2 separate regions of the Drosophila melanogaster genome follow, and region 1 is linked to region 2. Evidence: chromatin contacts called from public HiChIP or PLAC-seq data. All regions are on one chromosome and are shown on one strand. The core of a region is the stretch at or near the end of the contact, and the rest is flanking DNA. Distances in the headings are between cores, read along the strand shown.

The links. HiChIP or PLAC-seq counts read pairs in DNA pulled down with a chosen protein or histone mark.
Region 1: a CP190 HiChIP or PLAC-seq map of the Kc167 cell line shows a contact between it and region 2, with 2.9 times the contacts expected there. The contact joins the promoter of CadN here to the promoter of beat-IIIc in region 2.

Annotation. Positions count from the first base shown.
Region 1 is chr2L:17,776,822-17,779,654 of dm6, reverse strand. CadN (Cadherin-N) reads left to right here and starts at 1,315. Exons shown (of 24, transcript NM_165227.3): 1 at 1,315-1,440; 2 at 1,856-2,229.
Region 2 is chr2L:17,259,321-17,262,175 of dm6, reverse strand. It overlaps beat-IIIc (beaten path IIIc), which reads left to right and starts at 1,442. Exons shown (of 7, transcript NM_135986.3): 1 at 1,442-1,826.

The sequences.
Region 1 (2,833 bases), core at 66-2,565, 520 kb before region 2:
TTTTACCATTTTGCGCTTGCTTTGTCAGCGATTTCAAAGAGATGATTATCTAAGAGCTTTCTGCCTGTCGGCGGCTTTGTCTCGTCGACTACAGACGACTAAATATATATATCTGGATCCCGACTTTTGTTGTTGCCCAACATCAATATCTCAGCGTCGATCGCCTTTCATATTTGTCACACATTTTCGAACTGGAAAACTGGTTCCTCCTCATGCATGACATTCGTTGTCTGTGGGTCACTTCATTGTGAAAACACTGCTGCATTTTAGTGCACTTGCCGATGGGCGGCTGTCTCTTTCCTTCGGGATCTGCCCTCTCTGTCATCTTCACTTGCACATTTCGATGTGACAGCTTTTTACCCAAGCGTTTTTTAATAGCCTCGTTTTCGCCTCATCATGTGGCTAATGACCAACAGCTGACCGCATAGTAGCGCAAATGTTTCAAGGTTGCTTACGTTTAGATAACGGTGCCAAGTCCGGTCTTATAAGTTCAGCGTGAGAACAAACATAGAAAAGTTTGATTTATGGGATCAGCAGATCATTCGAAACCAATTTGAGCTCGCTTCCACGGTAATCATCAAAAATGTGCAAACATAATTAAACAAATTCGTAGAATATCTAAGCTGATCACCTAGAAATTTGGTTAACCCCAAAGTATATTTAAGTAATCATTTCAATGGCTTGGATAAACTTTTGTTGAGAAGGCCTCACTAGAATGGGAATGCTTTATTCTCAACTTTCTGGATTCTATAGTTTATGGATAAGTCGATGTTCATATTCATTCAGTATTCATTCAGATAAGGATATCGTGAATATAATATAGAAAAGATGGTACGTAGAAAAAACGTGCATATTAGAGGTCTTTTAATATAACCGATTTTATATGTAGTATTCAATATACTGTTTTGGAGGCCCTAATATCTAAATTATTTTACTAATTGGGAGTCGGTTTTCGGGATTACCAATTGGCCACTTCCACTCCTGACACCTTCAAATATCGTTTTCTTTCAAGTATATTCGTCATAATAACCTACAGAGTTCCCTAATATTTTTTCTAGTGTATATGCAAAAGCCGGGTGTTCATTCAAAACATAAACAAAAGCATTCATTTTACCGGCACCACGGATGAACTCGCTCCCGTCAGCGCTCCCCTTCTTTCTTCGTCCATCCATCTCTTTCTGTCTCGCGATGGAGCGCACAAAACAAGAATAACAACCTAGACGCTCTTCCGAGGCAGAAGATACGAGCAGAGCGGATCAGCATCGGATCATTTGTTTTTATTCCTCGCTTTTCAGTTCGATTTGAACACGCGAGCGGGAAGCTTCGGTGAAGACGGAAAAGCGGTCGGAAAAGCTGCTTTTATTGGCGGGAGAGCGCGTGAAAAGTGCATGCTGTTTAAAAAAAATAATAGTGTGTTGACGAAGGAGTTAAACAAAGAAGGTGCGGAAAATTGAGGAACGGTCGCGGATGTACACAAAATGTGGGCATAAATTGGGGTTGCGGAGTGAGAAGGAAAGCCAAATATAACTTGTTACTTACATAAATACACATAAAATTAAATATACATAAAATTAAAATTAATATAATTATTAAAGTGTTAGTTTTGCATTTTTAAGAATTTCAACATATGTTTGTATAGTACTTTCTTTATTAGATGAATAATAAAATTAATCTTAAGCATTATTCCCGGTGTGTTTGCGCCGTTTGCTTACGTTAAAGTTTCCCCATTTTCGATTGCCTTTAAATCTATTTTTGGAGCGCAGTGCGTTTTCCTTTTCATTTTGGAGCCCCAATCCCGTTACCGTACATTTGCATCTCTCCCTAGCATTTCCGTTGCGTGTGCAAAAATCGACAGAGGAAAACAAGAGCAGCAGAATGCTAAAGTGCAGTGATGTGAGAAAATAGAGAAGGAAAAAAAATATTGTATATTTTTAAATATTCGCCCTCAAGGCGGGCCCATGCAATACATACAACCGAAAATAATAAGAACTGAAATAAGACCAGCCCTTTGGAGATTTGCCCCCTGCTAAAAGTGCGTTGCATGTGTTTCTAATAATGAAGTGTTTATTTTGGGCGCCCGCAAGTGAAATGCATTTGAATGCCACAGCGATTGAGCAGCGACTCGAAATCAAGAGATAAATAAAATTCGGAAATTCGAAGTGTTTGTATATTCGTTGTGCTTTTTTATAGCCGCCTTCAATTTTTTGGATTGGATTATTTCCCTTGGCGGTAAGCATTCCATCAGATATCTTCAATACCGGCAAACAAATTGTGATTTATGCATTTGTTGTGAAATATTTTCGCCGCCTGTGCAATCTTCTCGGTTGCTCGTCGGCGTAAAAGTATCTTTTATTTAATGGCTACAATCTCCCAGTTTTCGTCTTCTTTTTCTGTACTTTCGAAGATTTTATCTTCTTTGATGTAATTTCAGTAATTTGGCTTAATGTTTTAACAGTTCGTTTCAAGTCAAATGGCTACAGGCTACTCTTGCAGATACTTTTACTATATTTCTGGTGTGCTATCCAGATTAAATGGGATGGAATGCAGATGTGATAGACTTATTTTGAAATATAGTGTTATATTTTGTGGGCTTAAGGCATATTAATATTAACTCATCATTTACATTTTCCATTTCTGTTAATAAATTTAAATAATGTGTTAGATTATATTTGTTTTTTGCTGTCAGCATTTCTGTCACTTTTCCGTATTCATCACTTTAATTCAAATCTTTTTGTCACACACATCTACAATTTCTTTTGCTCGAAAAAGAAACTTTATCCGTGAAACAAAATCTCCAACTTGATGCATTCCTTAGCTTAGTAGCTATTTTTCT
Region 2 (2,855 bases), core at 193-2,692:
GCTTCATTAAGTGGCTGAGTTTATGCACCAGCGTTGGATTTTCATTCTTGTAGGAACTTGAACTAAGTAAGAAATGTAAGATGTTTATCCCCTATTCTGTACAAATAATTTATATATATTTATAATATTTATAAACTACGCTTTATTTATCAATTAATAAAAATATCTTTTTGTCACTTCGTTTTTAAAAGAGTACTTTTTCTTGAAAGACTCGCTTTTATCGCTTTTCGTATTCATTGTTTTGTTTGTAAGTAAATAAGAACATCTGCATTTCTACCTAGTGCTGTGCGTGTTTCTTAAACAACCCATAAGGACTACCTGTTTATCAGTGAGGTCATAAAACGGCAGGACAAATATTTTGTCGGTCATGTTCATGCTTGATCGATCGGACTTGTAGCAAGACTGGTATCCTTTTCGTTAAACAATTAGTCAACATAAGAAAAATTTCCCTATATATACGACTAATTTGAAATTGAATGTGAATAAAAGTTAATGTATTGCTTGTATAGTTTAACAAATTTTTGTTCAGTATATACATATTCATTACCGGCTTATACTCAAAGATTCATCAAAGTCAATCGTATCATAATTTTCTCATTATCCCTGCCCTGCGTCTACCCACACGTTTTTGAAGTAGGTAGATATTATAACTGACACTGTCAACTGACTGGTTTTTGTGCCAAGTTGGCACTGGTTTATTTGCTAACTGATTAACTAACCACCCACATTTTGCCGACATTTGATCAGGTTTCCAAGAACTGGAACTATACAAAAATTCAGAATCTTCCAAAAACAAATTTCATTGTATTTCAATGCTATTTGGCGGAGGAGTAGCTTAGTAGAATTTGGATTGAAAATGCGAAAGCAAGGATTTCAATATTTGGAGCTGTTCTGGCCGGTGATGCAGGATTTCCATATTCCACCTTAAAGTACGCATCGAGAGGCATAAATCGATTTAATTCAATGCTACGTTCAAAAGTAAGAAATATTTTTTTCTCTATAAACATATGTTCATTTATTTATTTACATCATTCCACTAATTAAAGTAAAATCGAATTTGTTTATTTCGTCGAATTATTTGATGTTAGTTCTTTTCCATTTCCGATTCCAATATAAATATATCAAAATTAAATATATAGAACCATAAAAATCAAATACTTTGATAATTCGTTGTTTTTCTCCCTAGTTTGATTCAAACCTGAACGTGTTCCATGCGAAGATATTGCATGTTTCTGTTTGATTCTCCTCTTCAGAAATTTTGCATCGAATTTGTGCTGTTAGAACACTGTTAAGCCGTATAAGACTGAGGTTACACATAAAATCCACAAGAGGGCGCTACTTCGTGTGCTGTCGGCGGGCATCGTCGCAACTTCGGTCCCACGACACGAACGGTTTCGTCTGGACACGAAAAACGGAAAGCGAATGTATCTGAAAGATACGTTTAGTCTATTTCGACGCGAGCATTGTAACGGATCGCAGGTCACGGACGCTTGGATTAACGGTACTGTTGCCCTGAGTGTCATCTGTGTGTGAGAGTGCGTGTGACCGGTCAACAAAAAAATTTAACAACAAAGCAAAGAAACCCCACAAAACCCCCTAAGTCCACCACTCGTGGATTAGTGGATTGAAAAGTGCATAAGTTTAACAGTTGGAATTTAAAAAAATCGTTTCCAAGATGTTTTCAAACGAAATATGATCGAAAGCAGCTGATAAACAGCGGGAAAACAGCAGTAAAACAAAACCAAGTGATCGAGATAAAGGTGTTTAACTTAATCGGCATCTTGAAAAGGAAGAAAAATCAGAGGCTTTCAAAAAAGTCATATAAAGTAAGTGCAGCACGACGAAATAAAACAATACCAATTTCGGAATGTAAAAATATTTATGCAAAACGTAAAATAAGTGAACAACAAAAAAGGAGTCTTTGTGCAAATAAACAAATATTTTCTCACTAAGATAAACAATAAAACCCACCATCTGGGTGACTGCCACGCCCCCTCAAGCTACCGGCAATCTCCACCTCCAGAGGCTATCCTTTTTGCGCTCCTTTTTTTGGGTCAGCAAATGGATCCAAATCATTTTTTGTGGGTTTTCCTTTAGCTTTGTTTATTTTTCCGAAAGCGCGCGAGATTTTGCACACAATTTTTTTACTATGTTTTTGGCATATTTGTTTATGCGTTCATCCAGTTTTGCTTTGCCTTTTGGGTGCGGCGGAAAATGGGTTTAAAATTGGCAAAATCCTTGGCGGGAATATATCATGCAACTGTCAATGGATTTGAATAAATTTACAACTGTCTAAACGGTTTAATCTGAGGGGAAGTTTAGCTTAAGATTGTTCTATAAATCGGAGGCTTAAGTTTCGAAACTGATTGGAATATTTCTTTAAACTGTTGATTAACAAAGGCTTTGTTGATCATATGAGAATGTTCTTTATATAGGTTTGAGAGTAACAAAAATATATTTGCTTAGGGAAAAGTTAAAGGTTGAAATATTAACAGATACTTAAAAAATACTAAATAAAATTAAGTGAAAATTAATAATCTATTCGTATAAATATAACACTCCAGAGACACCTAATAATACAATTTCGACTGCTATGAAGTCAAGTAAAATAATAGGTGCTGCTGGTATCTGAGAAACTGATAATATTGGATTATTATTATTATCCACGCTGTTTCTATGTATTAAATATATCGATGCAGTCAGTCAAAAGTATTATTTTTCCCAAAGGGCATCTTTGGATCCTTCCCTTGAAGTTTCCCATAGATGCAAAATTGGTACTAGTCCTAAGATGTCGATCACTTCGCTTGGCTTTCATTTAAATGCTTTAATGCCGATATTGACCTTTTCCTTAGTTA